Regions from separate parts of the Mus musculus genome. Here region 2 is linked to region 1. A link is a contact called in public HiChIP or PLAC-seq data. All regions are on one chromosome and are shown on one strand. The core of a region is the stretch at or near the end of the contact, and the rest is flanking DNA. Distances in the headings are between cores, read along the strand shown.

Region 1 (4,328 bases), core at 1,120-3,619:
AGTGTAGCCTGTATTTATATCAATTGAGTTTTGAGTTCATTGTGCAGGCATTTTGTGGGTTGAGAATTTACTAATATAAATCTGACTGAGATGGGCAACCGTGGAAAACCCTGAGGAGATAGAAGTAGAGAGTCATTGCATGGGGTTAGCCATGAAGGCAGCAAGGTTGCCGGGGAGAGTGAGTAGCTGGTGATAGCGCAGGATGGTGCCTTTTAAAAATATTTCCTGCAACAAGACTAAACACGACTGACGAACCCCTCCTCCCCACAAAAAAAGGTTTAATAAAATTATTCCCAAACTCATATGTTAGTGCCTAGCTCAATTGACATCAGAGAGGCTTCCTCCAGCAGTTAATGTGAATGGATGCAGAGACCCACAACCAAAGGCAGAGCTTGGGGAACCCTATGGAATAGGGGAAGAAGGATTGTAGGAGCCTGGGGTGAAGGACACCTGGGAAACATGGACCACAGAATCATTGAAGTAGGCCTCATAGGAGCTCACAGAGACTGAAGCAACAATCACAGCCTGCAGGGTCTGTACTAGGTTCTCTGCATACATGCTGTGGTTGTTTGTGGGATTTGAGGGAAAGGGAAACTAGAGAGAAACTGGGCTGAGCGTAGGGAGGGAATGCTGCAGTTGGGAATGTGTTGTATGAGAGAAGAATAAAAAAATATAAAAATGAATAATTGTTTGATTTTGAACTGGGGGATATTAAAAATAATAAAAAAAGATTATGAACTCTAGACGGGAGGGGGGGTAACAGAGCAGTACGAAGTGGAGAGGGATGGATGGGCTGGTATGATATAGGAACAATGCTCATTATGACATTAACAAACTAAAATGGTAGAAGCAGCAGGAGACAAATTGTAGTTTTCAGAAGAAGTGTGGAGGAGGTGGGCTTTGCTTAGCTTATAGTAACAGTGAATGTTATAAAACTAACCTGACCTTTGAGCTCCTTGAATGAAATTCTGTGGGAAAGGTACTGTCTCCAAGGGTCTCCTGAAAGAGAGACATCTTTCATTTGCCACTGCATGAGTCCATGATCTATGCATATTTGGGCATTCATATGATTAAAATCACATACCACTCCACATGCACACTCCTGTACACATGGGCTTGTATGCATACAGACCCCTTTCTAGTTAGAAGGCATATACTGTAAGAATAAAATGAATGGTATGATAAATTACCAATGCCATGGCACTATAAAACTGTATATTCTATACTTTAATTCTATTGGTAATAGGATAGGTTTACTTCTGCCAGAACCATCCCTAACATGAGATACTCTGTGCACTGCTATGCTAAAATATCCTTGTCATCATATGATGGTACTTTTCACTCCTATCATCTCTTATGGAACCACCATCCTGACCAGAGTGTCACACAGCATGTGATGTTCTGTGGTATGAGGAAGAGAAATACACAAGCACATTCCTAAAAGCACTTGCAAACTTTCTGTAGGAAACTTCCTGGAGTCTGGGATGAATAAGCACAGAAATAGAATAGTATCTCAAAGAAGGATTTGAAGCTAAACCTTGGATCATAAATGGATGAGCTATGGAGCTGGAGAGAAGGCTAGATGACCAGGTGTGAGGGTTCTCAGCTTGCATACCCAGAAGCTCACAGAAAGCTGGACACAGCAGTGAACATCTGTAACCCCAGTGCTCTTGTGGTCAAATGGGAGGTGGAGACAGGAGAATCCCTGGGAGTTAATGAATTACCTATCCTGGAGCACAGCAGTGAAGAACAAAAGAACCCTACCTAGCACGAGGTGAAAGGAAAGAATGAATGAACACTTGCCATTGTCCTTTTACCTCCAGAAGTGGTTTTGGCATGCACAAGCATGTCGAGTGTGTCACATGCACACACACATACCTACATACAGACACATATGAGAACATGAGTGTGCATGTGTGCTCATGAATACAAAAGCATACACACACCAGCTCACACAACACAATGAGCACATATAACACACGAGCACTCAATATGCAACACACATGCAACCCCCCCCTCACCGCCTAAACCTGCAGAGACTTGATGTGCCTGGGTTGTGGGATACCCAGGGTGTGGGCCACACTCTCAGAGGAGAAGAGGAGGGAGAACGGGGAGAAGGACTTTGTGAGGATGGCAGTGAGTGGGATATAAAAACAACAACAGAACCAAGATGCAACCCTGATAGGATACCCATGCTCCAGTAGACAGTTCTAAACCCCTACTCATACAGTAGGATGACTCAAAGGTTTTTTTTTTAAAGGATTATATGAAGTTCAGAGTGCACTGTTAGGCTTGCAGACTGGTGTCTAGCACGGCTGTCCTCTGAGAGGCTCCACCCACCAGCTGACTCAGACAAATGCAGATACCCACAGCCAAACAGTAGATGGAGCTCAGAGACTCTTATGGGAGAATGGGAGGAAGGATTGCAGCTCCTAAGGGGATAGGAACTCCACAGCAAGACCAACAGAGTCAACTAACCTGGACCCTTGGGACTCTCAAGAGACCAAACCACAAAACAAAGAGCATACATGGGCTGGATCTAGGCCTCCCCGCATATATGTAGCAGATGTGCAGCTTGGTCTTCATGTGAGTCCCAAGCAACTGGCCCTGGGGCTATCCCAAAAGCTGTTGCCTGTCTGTGGGATATGTGTTTCTAGTTGGGCTGCCTTGTCTGGCTTCAGTGGGAAGAGAAGCTTCTAGCCTTGCAGAGACTTGGGAGTGCTAGGGTCTGGAGATTCCCAGGGGGAGCCCCACCCCCTCAGAAGAGAATGGAGGGGGAAGGGGGAATGATTGTGGGAAGGGGGTGGGTGGGAGGAAGACAGTAGAATAAAAAAGGTCGGCCTGGAAAATGGAGAGTGTATAAACGGCAGGGCAGGGAATATGGGTGGATTCAATCAAAATGCATTATACACATAAAGTTTTTAAATAAAAAGAACAAATAAGAAAAAGGAAAGCCAAGCCCCAGCCCACCTCCCTGGATAAGGAACAGCTTACTTCTTCCCGCCCTCATATGTACCTGCTGGCTCCTATTAGACAGTACCTTGCCAGAGCTTATCTTGTCACTACCCAGTGCTTGATGTGAGACAGGCCAGACCTTAGGGGCCGTCTTTTCATATCCTTGAATGTTTTAACACAGACTCATATATTTTAAAAAGGAATCCTAGGATAGTCACATCTCCCATGAATAAAAATTATCCATAAGGAACTTACTTCGTTTAGAAGAAACCTTTTCCTCAGGTACTTCTGAAAAGGAAAAGAGGTAGAAGAAATTTGCATGTTTCCCCAGATGCATTCCAACTGTCTTTTACTCTGGCTCAACTCTTCTGTGGGTAAACACAGTGCTTTCTGAATGTATTATGAGGCTTGCCCCACAGGAGGGAGCTCTTGTCTGGTTCTGTGATCACAGATTCTAGAAAAGGAATGTGTATGGTGGTTTGAATGTGAATGGCCCCTGTATACTCAATGTACACCAGCTACCAGCTGGTGGACTGTTTAGAAAGGATTAGGAGGTGTGGTCTATTTGAAGGAGGTGTGTCACTGGGGGTGGGGTGGGTTTTGAGGTTTCAAAATTGGCATTAGGCTCAGTCTTGCTCTTTCTCTACCCCCATCTTGTAGATGAGCTATAAGCTCTCAGTTTCCATGCCTAGGTGAAGCCCTAAACTAATATTTTATTATTTATCCCCAATTACACATCAATACATGTCAGTGTACCTAAAATTTTTTTTTTAGGACATCTCCAAGAATCAGCATAAAACAAAGGGTCTCCATTGCAGGAGATTTCATCTCATCCGACCATGTCTACAGCCATTTGAAAGTTACAAGTTGAGGGAGGTACTGTGCTGCTGATGGATACGGGAATTTGGAATTGACACAATGGGACCAGGGATGCTGCTAAAGATGAGAGAACAAATTCACAGAATGCTCCCGTTAGTGATATTGGTGGCAACATACACCTTAGTTTCTGAGGCAGAATCTCCCTCATTGGTCAGGAGCTCAGCAGAAAGTAGGCTAGGCTGCAGACCTAAAGAATGGCAAAGTGTGGACACTTTGCCCCTTCTTAGAATTGGGAACAAAACACCCATGGAAGGAGTTACAGAGACAAAGTTTGGAGTTGAGACAAAAGGATGGACCATCTAGAGATTGCCATACCCAGGGATCCATCCCATAATCAGCCTCCAAACGTTGACACCATTGCATACACCAACAAGATTTTGCTGAAAGGACCCTGATATAGCTGTCTCTTGTGAGGTATGCCGGGGCCTGGCAAACACAGAAGTGGATGCTCACAGTCAGCTATTGGATGGATCACAGGGCCCCCAATGGAGGAG
Region 2 (4,307 bases), core at 1,651-4,150, 180 kb before region 1:
GACCACATACATATACCAGGCAGGGGCATACTCCTGTAGTACCAGCACTCAGGACCACAAACATATACCAGGCAGGGGCATACTCCTGTAGTATTAGCACTCAGGACCACATACATATACCAGGCAGGGGGCATACCCCTGTAGTACCAGCACTCAGGACGACATACATATACCAGGCAGGGGCATACTCCTGTAGTACCAGCACTCAGGACCACATACATATACCAGGCAGGGGCGTACTCCTGTAGTACCAGCACTCAGGAGGCAGATCTTTGTCTACACAACAAATTCAAGGTCCACCAGCCAGTCCAGGGCTACATGAAAACCTGACTTTAAATTCAATGGAGAAGAGGCTAGAGAGATGACTGTGCTGAAGAGCACTCACTCAGTTCTCCTAGAGGACCCCAGTTTGAGTCTCTGCACCCACACAGGAGCTCACAACTTCAATTTCCACGAATCCAACACTGTCTTTCTAGCCTTTGTGGGCGGCTAGCACACAACTGGTACTGACATTTGTGCAGGCAAAACGCCCATATAAATAAAACAACAGTGGTAAAATGGAAACTTAAGCTCCATCTCAAGGGTGGACACTGTTCTCATTGTCAGTTGTTTCTAGTCACTCTTTTCTCTTGAAAATGTGTGTGTGTGTGTGTGTGTGTGTGTGTGTGTGTGTGTGTGTGTGTGTGTGTGTGTGCAGCTGGAGTTACAGGCAGGCATAGTAATCTGCCTGACACAGGTGCTGGGACTCAAACCCAGATTCTCTGTAAGACCAGCATATGCCTTTGACTACTGAGCCCTGTCTCCAGCTCCCTGCTACGGCATTCTTCTCTTACTCTGAGAACAGGCATCCAGCACCCTCTGGACTTCCTGGTCTTCCATACATTCCCAGGGCAGCAGATGGGACTTTTCTGTGTCTGCTCCCATTTTCTCCTCAGCTCACCTGCTCACCTTATTTCACAGCCCTGTGCGTCTGCATTTCACTGTCCTCTTCCTCTCAAGTCTCACACCCTGCGAAGCTTTACTTAAAGTTTGTTTGTTTTTGCTTTTTGAGACAGAGTCTCTCTGTGTAGCCCTGGCTGTCTTGGAACTCTGTAGACCGGGATAACCTTGAACTCAGAGATCCACCTGCCTCTGTCTTCTGAATGCTAGGATTGAAGGCTTTCACAACCACCACCTGGCAGCTGTAAATTTCTTAATTTATTCATTTGGGGGTAAGGACACAAATGCCATGGTCCCAATGTGGAGATGAGAGGATAGTTTGGAGGAGGAGGTCTCTCCTCCTACAGTGTGGTCCTAAGGATCAAATGCAGCCTCAGGATTGCTAGCAAGTCCCTTCATAAGCTGAGCCATGTCACCACCATCACCTATCACATAGAGACTTTTTTGAGACAGGGTCTTAATGTAGCCTAGGCTGCCTGGAACTTAAGTGCAGCCTAGGCTAACCTCAAACATGAGGCCATCCTCCTATCTCAGCCTCCAGAGTACTCAGATTACAGCAGCGAGCTACCACATATGATTTAAGGAATGTTTTTACCAAGATTTTAAAAATAAAGTTGCCTCTGTAACAAACCCAGTTTGGCCTTCTTCCCTCCTGTAGGAGGAGGGAATGCTCTCCTAACCCGGAGCCAGGTGTGGGAGCTCATGTTTCTGTCCAGGTTCTTGGGTGGCGAAGGCAGGGGGATGAGGAGGTCTAAGTCATCCATGGCTACAAAGTGAGCTTAAGGCCAACCTAGTGCACAGGAGACCCTGTCTCAAAACTATGAAAGCAAAGTGGGGAGGGTGGGACCATAGTTCAGATGGTAGAGAGTGTACCTAGCATGCATGAAGTCCTGGGTTTGATCCTAAGCACTGTACCAAACAGGCATGCTGCCACGGGCCTATGCTCTCCGCATTTGGGAGGTAGAAGCAGAAGACTCAGAAGATGAGGGGCATCTGAGGCCAACTTGTGACTCAGGAGATTGGTGTCTTCATCAATATGATGGCATGGAGAATGTTTGTAGACTGGCTCCTCTATGGCTGGGTCAAGTCTGGGCACGGGGTCTCACACCCTCATATATATCCCAGAACTGGGGAGGCAGAAAGTCAGGAGTTCAAAGCCAGCCTTAGCTACATGCTACATTCAGGGCCATCCAGGGCTATAGAGTGAGAGGCTAACTTAAATAAATAAATAAATAAGTAAATAAATGCCAGAAGTTTCTCAGAGTTGAACAGGGTAGCATGTGCCTGTAGTACCAGCTGTTTGAGGAGCTAAGGGAGGAGAGTCCTTTCAGACCAGGAGTTGGGGACCAGCCTGAGCAATGGACTAAGACTGGTCTTTATGCTTCCTTTTTTTTCTTTCTCTTTTTGTTTTTTGTTTTTGTTTTGTTTTGTTTTTTTGTTTGTTTTGTTTTTCGAGACAGGGTTTCTCTGTGTAGCCCTGGCTGTCCTGGAACTAACTTTGTAGACCAGGCTGGCCTCAAACCTAGAAATCTGCCTGCCTCTGCCTCCCGAGTGCTGGGATCAAAGGCGTGCGCCGCTACGCCTGGCTAAGACTGGTTTTTAAAACAAAGTCAAGCCCAACCATTTTCTCGTGTGACAAAGTAGACACCAAAGTAGACACTCAGTGCCTATCACTGAGTTTAACCTCTATCCCTAGAAGCAAAACAAGGGAGAAATTAAACAGGCACACTCACAAACCAGCATAATCCACCAACTCTAACCAAAATATGAAGGTAAAAGAGACAGAAAGAAGAAAAGACTTCCCAAATAAGCTGACATAGCCATGTTCAAACATTGTCCCATGGTAACAATGACCCCTTGCTTTGGAGAGCGGCCTGGGCGGGGTGATCCTTGTGGCTGTCATCAAGGGAGGGTGGCTGCTTCTAACAAAAGCTGTTTCCTAAGGGACAGCCCAGCCTTAGGTAATTTGTTTCAAACAATGTCTCTCCACTCAGTGCAGTCTTCAGTGTTCTCATCCCAGAGTATCCCAGGCCTCAGCAAAGCAAAACAGCCCACAACTTGAACAATGCTTTAGTGGTGAGAGACAGAGCTTTTGTGTTTTCAGCCCTGCGTGAGTCATGTTTTGTGAGTTGTGGGAGATGTCTGGGAAGGAAAGGAGGGAGGGTCCTTCCACCGCCTCAGATTCCAGAGCACCCTCTTCTCACAGAAACCCATGTTCAAGGCCTTCCCCTCCCCCAAGCTCCAGTTGTGAAAGTAGAGATCAAGGGGACAGATGTAGTCTGGGAGATGGGGGGTGGCCACCACTCCCCTCCGCCACCAGCCCACCCCCTGGCTTCTCTGTGAACTCTCAGTCTCAGCTAGGGTTTGCAGGAGGAACTATTTTCTTTATTCCAACACTAACAACTTTCAGATATTAAAAAGAAACAAGGAGTGGGGTCTGGGAAGGCAGCTTGGTAGTTAAGAACACCGGCCACTGCTCCTCCCGAGGAGTCCTAGCACCAACACAGTGGCTCACGAGGGATCCTGTGCCACCTTCTGGCCTTTGTAGCCACCAAGAAAGCACGTGATGCACAGACATACAGGCAGGCAGAGCCCGCATGCACATAAAACATAAAGTTAAACTAAAGAGAAAAAATAATTTTTTAATTTTAAAGAATTGCCTCAAATAGATGAGGTTGCACATTCCTGCAATCCCAGCCCTGGGAAGCCTAAGACAGAGGAGCAAGGCTAGCCTGGGCTACATAGTGAGACCCTGACTCAACTAAGTATGCTGGCTCATGCCTGTAATCCCAGATTTGGGAGGTGGAAGCAGGAGGATCAGGAGTTCAAGGACAGCCTCAAGTACATAAAAAGGGCAAAAGGGGCAGGTACAACCTGCCTTCATGAGTGCTTACCTCAAACTCACATACAAACATACACAGACACACACAAAGCATGTACACACTCATCCACACACACACACACAAAGTATGCACACACTCATACACACACTCATACACACACACACACACTCATCCACACACACAAAGTATGCACACACTCATCCACACACACACACACTCATCCACACACAGAGCATGAACACACTCATACACACACACACACACACACACACACACAAATCACACACACTCTCATCCACACACAGAGCATGCACACACTCATACACACACTCACACACACACACACACACACACACACACACACACACACACACACAAATCATGCACTTGTGCTTTGGCCTGGCAAGCTGAGTTCAATCCCTGGGACCCACATGGTAGAGAGACTCAACTTCTGTAAGTTGTCCTCTGACATCAAATGAACGCTGGGTCAAGCTCACCTATCTCCCAACACACAGCTAAATGCAA

Evidence for each region. HiChIP or PLAC-seq counts read pairs in DNA pulled down with a chosen protein or histone mark.
Region 2: an H3K27ac HiChIP or PLAC-seq map of extraembryonic endoderm stem cells shows a contact between it and region 1, with 4 times the contacts expected there. The contact joins two enhancer-like sites. A contact is called at or near these places in 1 of 484 Hi-C or Micro-C datasets (the G1E-ER4 cell line), 4 of 115 datasets of contacts at active chromatin or transcription factors (embryonic stem cells, extraembryonic endoderm stem cells and stem cell-derived neural progenitor cells) and 3 of 9 other capture datasets (adipose tissue, liver and pancreatic islet).

Annotation. Positions count from the first base shown.
Region 1 is chr12:3,208,427-3,212,754 of GRCm38.p6, reverse strand. No RefSeq gene overlaps it. Among named protein-coding and RNA genes, the nearest start is that of Rab10os, 25 kb to the left of the region's middle. Within about 2 kb of position 2,369, at least 3 of the 459 cell types and tissues checked have an H3K27ac peak or open chromatin away from gene starts, as enhancers often do. A contact at or near this core is called in extraembryonic endoderm stem cells, where this site is marked.
Region 2 is chr12:3,391,999-3,396,305 of GRCm38.p6, reverse strand. All of the region lies in intron 5 of Kif3c (kinesin family member 3C), which reads right to left. Among named protein-coding and RNA genes, the nearest start is that of I920046F24Rik, 29 kb to the right of the region's middle. Within about 2 kb of position 2,900, at least 28 of the 459 cell types and tissues checked have an H3K27ac peak or open chromatin away from gene starts, as enhancers often do. A contact at or near this core is called in extraembryonic endoderm stem cells, where this site is marked.